Linked DNA regions of Zea mays: regions 1 and 2 are each linked to region 3. Evidence: chromatin contacts called from public Hi-C data. All regions are on one chromosome and are shown on one strand. Each heading gives the region's core, a stretch centred on a gene start, on an enhancer-like site or on the middle of the called end of the contact. The rest is flanking DNA. Distances are from core to core; before and after follow the strand shown.

Region 1 (3,354 bases), core at 186-2,685, 130 kb after region 3:
CCATATACACCATCAAGTTATGTCCAAATATCATCAGCGGTATTCATATACATAATTTCCTTGAACACCTCATCACTTATCCATTGATATAAAATGTTAGTATCTTGGTATTCAAGATGTAAGCATTTATCTTTGGCTTGGGTGAGATCTTTTGTTTTCTCATCCAAGGGACTAGAAAAGCCAACACTCACAATCCACCATAATTTCGCATCAATAACACGGGAATAATAACTCTTACAAGCTTTCCTCTGTGCAAAGTGTGTGCCAAATGTGTGGATCACAAGTAACCACTATACCTTTAGTCGCCATCCTACTTACTCTCGGGTTGGTTAAGGCCACCAAATGAGAGAACCAGGCTCCGATACCACTTGTAGGATCTAGATGATGGACTAGATGGGGGTGAATAGTTCTTTCTAAAACTAATTATGTTGGCTAACACGAATAAATTTGGAATTAATACTGTTTTGGTCTAGCCAAGACTGTACCCCTTTAACTATAACAAACACCTGACAAAAGATTCTAATCGAAGCAACTAAGGTGCCAAGTTAGTGAAAGAGCTCTCCCACCTAAATCTAGTTAGCAAGATCATACAAACTTATGCAACTATAATTCTAAGCACACCGAGAGCTCCTAACCATACTACTAAGCAAAGCGCACAAAGCACAAGCCACTACTAGCAAAACTCACTAGTTGCACTACACAAGCACAACGAGAGAGAAACAACTACTTAGCTACACAAGCTAAGCAAAATGGATCAGCTACACAAGCTAACAAGTGAGTAATTATTTTACAACAAGTATGACTAGATATACAAGAGCAACAAATACTCACTAGCATAAGCATATGAACAAGTAAATACAAGCTAGTGAGGAAAGTTGAAAACCAACGGGGAGTTGACAACACTTGACACAATGATTTTTCTCGTGGTGTCAATGACTTGCCGGTCACCCATAGCCCACATTGAGGTAGATTCAAAGCACCCAACCGCTCCTCTATGAAGTCTCTACTTGATCTCTTGAGTCTGCTAGTTTATTTTTCAACAAAAATGCGACAATAAAGAAATAGAGATAATATTCATTATGTCACATAAATATTTAGTTGTACTATGTATAATACGCTAATATTAATAGATATAGCTATTTATTTTATAAATTTTATCATGTTTTGTAGTTTAACGTAGCTTTAGCGCAGACGACACACTACTAGTTTGATCAAGCCGGCAGCGAAAGAGTTCAAAATCTATAGCCAAGCCTAGGCCCAGTAATGTAACAGGGTGGTTCAGTGAGGCCTCTGTAAGCCCAGTAGGATTTCTACTGGCCCGGCCTAGCCCGCTTAAATTCTCTGGGTCCAGTTCCACGTCCTCCCTTCTGCTGCCCCGTTTAGCCTCAAAGCAACTCTCACACGGTCTCAGTCCGTCTCACACACAGACACACACACCATCGTCGTCCTCTGCACTTCGGCAGCGCCCGCGCCACGCCAGGCAGCACCATCGCCGCCGCACGTCCACTTCGCCAGCGGTCGCATCTCCGGCATCCCGCCGCCGGAGCACGTCATCCATCTCGAAGTAATTCGCGTGTTTCCTCGTTCGTCTTCGTCGTTGCCCTCTCGGCTGAATCGCGTGGAGTGGAGATCCGTCCGGGCCTGCGGGCGTTTCCATTTTCTGGTAAGCCTCCTTCCTCATCTTGCTTCGATGGATGGTTACTTGAACTGTGTTGCGTACTTGCGTGGGATCTCATCCCTGTGCGCGCAATCGAATCCGCATCTCTACATCGTCCAGCCCATCGGTTATATATAAAACTTATAAGCGGATTTCTCTGCTTGGCGACAGGCTAGTGGTCTAATACATGCATCCATTGATGTTAATTCAATGGCTCGATTTCGTTCCTGTTTTCTCTGACGCGCAAGATCGGTCCCTGTTGACTCCCTTACGACCTGGCGCAATTCGCTGTGCAACTCGCGAAAAATTTGGGGGCATAGACTGTGAATCGGTGCCTTGCTTGTGAGGATTCATAAAGCGATTAGTGGATTGAGCGTAACACGCAGTAGCTGCCAGCTGGGATGCTAATGCTTTGGTGGGGGGGATGACTGAAAAATGTCGTCGTTGTTATTTTTCTTCCCTTTGCTTTGCTACCCTGACGAAAATGCAGCCATGATTAGCGCAAAGCTTTTTTTTTCCCCTTCTCTTTGAACCTAGTAAAAATCGTGTATATTTGCATTAGGAAATGATGGAACGCGGAAAGGCAAAACCAACTGTTAGGAGGACCTCGGACGTATCACAGATTTAGAAGCATTGTAGATGCTACCGGATGACATTGTTGAACTCGCTAGCAACTTCCCTTTTGTCCTTCCGTGCCTCGAATCCCAGCCGGGGATGTTCGGCGCTGACGCTGACACATGTTTTGGTGCGTCACATGTGATATTTTGCTAATCCTGTACAGTTTTTCACGGTGTTTAGGCTGTTTGGCGGATATGGTCGGATTGATTGGTTTAAATTTCGGAGAATACATTTTTTCCCAAAAGTTTGACCACATCACCACCATCTTCTTTATTTAGCCACGTTTAACCAATATTTATTTATAATTCTGTTTTTTTGCTGTGGAATAATATTTATTTGACTTCTGCTCAGCGATACATAGTGTTTTTTGAAAAAAAAGAAGCGAGATAGTGGAATTTATTAAAAGTGTAGCTATTGGTACAGGACACACAACAAATGCACATGTAAAAATGTTTCTCAATTTTCATGTACCGGTGCCGTTTAGCAAGATTCCTAAAGTACCAGCTACCCGTAGCAAATTGATTTTTTTTCACGCTTACAATTATTTATGCACATGAAAATGTTTGTCAAAAAAGATTGCACGGGGCAGGGAGGGGGGGGGGAGTCTCAGTGCTAGCGATGGTTTGCTTCGCTCACATTGTATTGTACAGTTACTATGTTGGCACTAAAATAAAAAAATCTAGTTCCACATTAAAAAAAAGGTCTGCAACTTTTATGACAATGTTTTAACCAGAATATATGTTGCATATAATAGTAGCAGTTAAAAACAATAAAAAAATATATAATTCACTCGCATATGATGCATTCAAAGCTGTGCGTGATATCTTGATTGATAATCTTTTCAGGATCTTATTTGCTAAGGTCTAGAATCTACCACGTACACTGTGTACAACTAGATCTAATTATGGGCCACTCGATCTGACCAACCCGATCTGACCTGTCCTACCTAAAAATCTAGTCTGACTCGACCTGACCAATGCAGCGGGTCATAATTTTTGATCCAAAATCTGATTCAACCCGAAAACCCCGATCCAAAGCCAAAAAACCCGATTCAATCTAAAAAAACCCGACTAGAGAGG
Region 2 (3,489 bases), core at 538-3,037, 160 kb before region 3:
TACCCTAAAGACCCATTAGCGTTCTTATGGATCATGATTGCCTCTTGGACATATATTCAACATCACAATATAGTAATAAGATCCAAGGTTTCGTTGTAACACATGAAGGGAACCTTTCATTTCATATGAGAAAGACTCAATTCATTAGAGCTTCACCTAGAGAAAAGTTTTAGAAAATAGTGCAAGAGAAGCCCTCCAAGCAGAGCGAGGTTAACATGCTATACAGACAAAGCATTCGCATGTTGACAACCTCCGATCGCAGTTTAACAATGGATAAATATGTTCTGTTACTTAAGGTCATATTGAAGCAAACATTTATTATTATCACATAATGGCATAGAAGTGGTGTTGGAAAGTTTGAAACTACCGGTTAATTTATGCTACTTAAGTTAATGGTGAAACAAACATTTGTTTTGTAGTGCACAAGGACCTAGAAGCAGTTTGAAATATCAAACCATGAAATTACACCATCCAAACAATCATGTGGATATAATACTACATTATTACTTGCAAAGTACATGTGGCAACTACCTAGTATTTCACATCATATATTTTACCATATATAAGATTTTTTAGGAAAATGTATCATACATAAGAACAAGATCCTTCAGCAACAAAAAAGCCTTTTACCCTACAAGTTTGGCTAGGTTAGAGTTGAAACTCAACATGAGCTACCACCAAAAACAGAGAAGAATAAAGATTCCTCAATTCGAAAAATGTAATATGACACTTACATTGAACTCATCAAACTAGATAGTATATAGTAAACCAGAGCAAAACCTCACCGATACAATGTAAATCAATATGCCTGCAAATTCAACCCAGTTTTGGTCCAGAGTTGCACATTGTTCCAAGGAACTACTTTCTGTTTCCAACATTGGAATCTAGCACGCAACAAACGAGGACAAACAGCAGCAGCAGCAGCGCTGCAACATGAACACATGCAGATAGGCAAGCAAGCAGCCTTTACCTTAAGGTAGTTTCTTCACTTCTTGCCGTGCTGCTTCTTGGCGGTGAACCGGTAAACCACCGGCCCGTGGCGCCAGCCCTCGAGCGGTGGATCCTCGTGAACCACCTCAACGTCGAACAGCTTTCTCGCCCTGCCGAAGAACTTCTTGTCCGTGCGCTTCCACCGCCTCATGTGCGCCATCACGAATGCCACCTCCCCCTTCACAAAGAACCGCAGCGTCTCTATCAAGGGGTCCACCAACTCCTCGTAGTACACCACGTCCGACGCCACGACGAGGTCGAACGGGGACGCCGTCTGCGCCACGGCCACGTCCGCCATCGCGGAGGCGTCGCCCCATCGGAGCGGCACGACGGAGGCCGCGCCACCGGCGGAGCCGAGGAGGTGCTCGTTGAGTTCGACGTTGTGGCGGAGGTTGGGGAGCGCGTCGGGGAGGTCGGAGAGGACGGTGCGCGCCGGGAGCGCCGCGGCCAGGGCGAGCCCCGCGGCGCCGGTGCCGGAGCCGAGCTCGAGGACGCTGAGCGGGCTCCCCAGCGCGGGCGGGCGCGGGAGGAGGCACGGGGTGGCAGGGAGGACTCGCAGGAGGGTGGAGGCCGAGGGCCAGAGCTGAAACGAGAGGCCCCGTGACGGGAGCGCGCGGACGGTGATGGGGGACGGGAGGGAGGGGATTTGGAAGTGGTGGAGCTGCTCGCGCGATGGGGAGGAGGGTGCGGGTGCGGTGGTGGTGGAGGGGAGGAGGTTCGGGAGAAGTAGGTCGTCGGAGTCCGAGTCTGAGGAGACGGTGGAGGGGAATGCGTCGGCGGCGGTTGTGGCGGCCATCAGACAGGCGAGATACCGGAGTTTACTAGGTCAACGAGGGGTGATTGGTTGAAGTTTAAGGAGTGTTTGGTATTTTTTATGGTGGTTTAGTGACCCGTGATCGAGAGAGATCATGAAAAGAAATTTAATTGCTATTTTGTGATTCCTATCGTGATACTTGTTCACCAAATCAGCTCTCTTAGAAATGTTTAAATACACTAGAGTTAATAGTCCGTTGGCTAAAAATTCTAGTGAAATTAGCTAGCTAACAAATATCTAGCTAACTATTAATTAATTTGCTAAAAATAACTAATAATTGAACTATTAGATAGATTGTTTAGATATATGCAACTAATTTTAGCAGGTAACTATTAATTATGATACATTCAAACATTCTCATAGTTCACGACTAAAGTTTGTTGGAGGCCTAAGTTTAGTCTCTATCTAATTTAGAGGGTGTTTGGTTGGTGTATCCTAAACTTTAGTGACACTTTTAGTTTCTAACATACCAAACGAGATACTAAAATATATTTTTTTAAGAACTAGAGTTAGTCACTAAAATTTAAAAGGTGACTAAAATAACCAAACATCCCTTAAAAGTATTCATAACACAACTCATTAAAATGGAGTGAGTAATCTTTAGCCGATCAAACCAAACGTGGCCTTGGTTGGCTACATCGCATTTCTTAATATTAATTAGGAGTAATAATGGATATCGTTTAATTAGAAACTAGTTACACTAATATTTAGCAGCTCATGATAATTTGAACACAAGGATGAGGATCCTAATGTGGTGAGAATCTAAAAATGGTTTAGTTTGTTTGTTCTTACTAGTAAGTACAGTTAGAAGTGACAACTATCAAGCTATTTATTGTTCATCGGGGTACAGATTTTGGATTCTCTCTGGCCACTTAAACAATACCTACATTATCACGATTATAGATAATGCTATGCCGCATCACCCAATTGCTATGATAGACACACCATGCATTAAAAAAAATAACTTTAAGCATTAGGCCAGCATACACTTGTGGTGGGGTCATCATCACACATAAGAAATAACTTTGACAATTGTTGTTTACTTTCTTAGTCATTATCCTTTTTTTCCCCATCTAGTTTCAGTTTATTTTAACCATAAACGGTTTATAAATAACACCAAACAGATCCTATACATTGCACATTTGAAGTGAAAGTACCCTGGCTAGGAAGGTTGCTCGTTCATTTTCGAGTGTACTGCAAAGTGAAAGTACAGTGGTCATTAATACTGGAGCGGGGATCCCTTTCTTGTAAAGTTGCATCTGTGCTTGCTATTTGTTGAAGTTCGCGCCGTGTTCTTCTGTCCCGGTGAATTGGCAGCGCGGAAACGAAGGCCCGTAGTCATAATAACGGGCTCAAGGCCCATAATCGTAACTACGGGCCCTTAAACAGGTACGGTGTGGCCTACTTAGGGCCTGTTTGGTACTGCTCGTGACTGCGTCGTAGTCGTAGCAACATTGCTCCATACTGCTAAAATTAGTGAGAGAGAATATAATACTCATCGTAGGTACTAGGTACTAATAGTATGACTATAGATGAGAGCAGAAAGCGTACCGGAAAAACAGGAAGAGCTGTACTCGACAAAAAATTGTAAAACAATTACAGGACCTATCTGAGATAGACAGTACCGCTGTTGTAAGAAAATATGTCAGGACTTGTTTGAATATTCTAGTATTTACTTTAATCCG
Region 3 (3,354 bases), core at 815-3,314:
AAGAAGAAAAAACATGGCCACGAAGATCATATGAAATTCAGAGGGCAGCAAGCGCAAAAGCAGGAACGAAATGCAAAACTGCAGGTGGAGTTTTGCGAGGTATCGGGGATCCTGTGCGAGGTGTGTTTTTCTCAAACAAGTTGGACATCATGCTGTTTTTTTTTTCCCGGGGGAGATACGTGCTGCAAGGGTACAGTTAACTTGAGATCCACTAGTTCAGAAGACACTCAAGTGAATTTGGACAAAGGTTGAAAACACCTAATCCCTTAGTAGTTTTTGGTAATTAATGTGTTAATGCTAGACTAACACTTCAATTTTCTCGTTTGAGCCTTTATGTTCGGTGTTTCTTCTTTATTCTGACGGTCACGTACAAAAACAGTCCCATGCCTTACCCATACGCTCATATTGTTCTACTGGCTGAGGTTAGCTATCGCTGTATGATTTGGCACCCTCATGACGGTCTGAACACTTTTCTTGCTTTTGTAAGTCTTGTAATGTATTGCTTGAAGTGTTCCTTTTTGCCTTTATCCAAGTTCACTATACAACCTTTAAACTATAACTAAAGACACTACCAAATAACATTAGTCTAAATGGTCATATTGATTATCAAGCACAAAACTTAATTACCATTGAGCCGTGGTCTATTTTTCTTATATGGTTATATAGCACTAGATTGTGCAAAGTGTGCATCGCCACAAGACTTGTCTAGTTTAAGCTAACCATCTATGCATCTTTTATAGTATGACCAAATTAAAATTTGTCACTTAGAACTAGTTGATTCTTATTTTTCTTACTCATCGTTTAAAATCTTAGATTTGTTTTCTATGTGAAAACCACATAAAGCCCAACTAGTCTCTAATATTGTGACTTAACTCAATTTATCTGTATAAACCATAAACTAGTCATGATAATCTTGCAATCACTGGAAACCAACTAGATATCTAGATACTTTCAAATCTAAACATGTTTAGGTAAAAATTTAATTCAGATATACTTTTAGGAAATCTAGAGTTGATGAAGTTTCACTAAATAGACCTATAAAATAAACCTATAAAGTCATTTTTTCCCTCAAGATTATTGTTCCTTCAAACACAGAAGCCTAAGAATGCACAACATCGTTTCATGAAAGTTGAGTTTCATCCATTATACACGGTTTCATTAACAAAACTGATGCGGCATTATTAAAAACAGGGCAATGAAACCTAGCATTAGGAATAACCCTATTCATAACAGTTTATTCCAAAGAGTGCATAAATATTTTTGGACAGTTCCGATTCCTTTAAAAAATCTACACCCATTTCTTTCATTTTTTTTAAAAAAGGTATGTCAGGATCTCTGGAGTCCACCACGGTCATCGCAAAAAAAAATGTATCAAACATCTTCATTCTGAAAACCTACTTAAAAGTTTTGAAGGAATTGAAGGAACCCTTGCGTTCTAAGCAAGTCCATGTGTAACCAACCCATAACTAATAGGTTGTTGTCGTCGTAGCATCAAAGTAGATGGTCTCACTTTCACCCTTTTGCTTTGTGATTTTTATCCGGCGATTCCTTCACACGTTTCCAACACTTGTAACTATTTGATATTTTGCAAAACAAACAATGAAATGAACATGAATGTGAATATCCAGATGAGTGACATATCTTACTCTTCTCGATTTAACTTTGAACAGAAATTCCGCTCGCCGCTTAATCAGTGTAGCGAGCTACGCTTTTTGCAACCATCAAAACGTCGACCTGTCCGCTATGATTAGGCGGCCAAGATTGCACGAATCCTGCGCAATGTCATTTTAAATCTCCTCACCTAATCTCCTTTTCCGTTCAGTCCTCTTCACTCTTCCATCAATGTCTCCTCTCCCGTAAGGCCATTAAATATATACTAGTCACCAGCGGAAATAAGATAAAATCATAGGAAAAGTAAAAACAAAATTCGACCTGAATTTAAAAAAAATACGAACAAGATAAAATAAAATGAAAGCGAGAGGAGAAAAGAAATAACGAAGGAAGAGGAAATGCGTGAGTGATGTCGTGTTTGACCACCTCCTCCCTCGCTCGGCTCGGCTCCCACCTTCCTCCGTTGCCTCCTCTTCCGCGGCCCCGTCGCTGGGCTTGGCTTTACCAGTGGCGGGTTCCCACACGGGGGCTAGACGCCGCCACCGCTGACCCCGTCTACACCGAATCCCCGCGCGATTTAACCCCTCGCCTCGCTCGCCGCCTCCGCTTCCATACAACCGCGCACTCCAAACGCGCACGCGCTGTTCGTTCCTCGGCCGCTCTGTCCACCCCCGTCCTTCTCCGCCCCCAACAGATCTCCGCCGGCCGTGCGGTTCCTTAATTCGCCTTCTCCGGGACTGTCGGATCTCCGCGGCGGCTGGGGATGGGCAACTGCTGCGTGACGCCGAAAGCAGCCGACGACGCCGGCGGCGGCAAGAAGCCCAAGGAGCCGAAGCAGAAGAAGGGTAAGAAGCCGAACCCCTTCTCGATCGAGTACAACCGCTCGGGGCAGGCGAGCGCGCCAAAGCTGGTGGTGCTGCGGGATCCCACGGGGCGGGACATCGCGGCGCGGTACGAGCTCGGCGCGGAGCTCGGGCGCGGCGAGTTCGGGGTTACCTACCTCTGCACAGACCGTGCCTCAGGGGAGGCGCTGGCCTGCAAGTCTATCTCCAAGAAGAAGCTCCGCACCGCCGTCGACCTCGAGGACGTGCGCCGGGAGGTGGAGATCATGCGCCACCTCCCCAAGCACCCCAACGTCGTCACGCTCAGGGACACGTACGAGGACGACAATGCCGTGCACCTCGTCATGGAGCTCTGCGAGGGCGGTGAGCTCTTCGACCGCATCGTGGCGCGGGGACACTACACTGAGCGTGCTGCCGCCTTGGTCTTACGCACTATCGTTGAGGTCGTGCAGGTGAGATTTTGACTATACGTAGTAGAATCATTACTGTTGGACAGCAAAATTACAAATGAATGTAGTTACACGTGTTTCGGTTACTCTCATTATGTCGTGTGGGGTCAGTTTCTGGTCACTAATATGATAACTTTCTCAATAGTTTATTCGATAGGTTATGCAGTAGTAAATGTTTAACTGTGTTCATTCTGGGCTTCTGGCTGCTAGCTTAGAGTATCATTCCATGGTTATCATCCTGTAATTAGATAGGTTGTGATTTCATTTCTTCAGTATTTAACTCGTTCATAATCATAATGATGAGTTAACTTTTGCAATGTCAGATGTGCCATAAGCATGGAGTGATGCACAGGGATCTCAAACCAGAAAATTTTTTGTTTGCAAACAAGAAAGAATCAGCGGCACTTAAGGCCATTGATTTTGGCCTGTCTGTATTTTTCACTCCAGGTGCA

Evidence for each region. Hi-C and Micro-C count contacts between places; a contact is called where the count stands out from the background.
Region 1: a contact with region 3 is called in a Hi-C map of ear, with 1.9 times the contacts expected there. The contact joins the promoter of LOC100279470 here to the promoter of LOC100285166 in region 3. A contact is called at or near these places in 4 of 25 Hi-C or Micro-C datasets (bundle sheath, ear, leaf and 1 more).
Region 2: a Hi-C map of bundle sheath shows a contact between it and region 3, with 2.0 times the contacts expected there. The contact joins the promoter of LOC100277827 here to the promoter of LOC100285166 in region 3. A contact is called at or near these places in 8 of 25 Hi-C or Micro-C datasets (bundle sheath, ear, endosperm and 4 more).

What each region holds. Positions count from the first base shown.
Region 1 is chr7:167,686,248-167,689,601 of Zm-B73-REFERENCE-NAM-5.0, reverse strand. It overlaps LOC100279470, which reads left to right and starts at 1,435. Exons shown (of 4, transcript NM_001360975.1): 1 at 1,435-1,663.
Region 2 is chr7:167,980,579-167,984,067 of Zm-B73-REFERENCE-NAM-5.0, reverse strand. LOC100277827 reads right to left here and starts at 1,787. Exons shown (of 1, transcript NM_001151296.2): 1 at 687-1,787. The coding sequence starts at 1,786. The coding sequence ends at 986.
Region 3 is chr7:167,819,328-167,822,681 of Zm-B73-REFERENCE-NAM-5.0, reverse strand. LOC100285166 reads left to right here and starts at 2,064. Exons shown (of 8, transcript NM_001158060.1): 1 at 2,064-2,905; 2 at 3,226-3,349. The coding sequence starts at 2,375.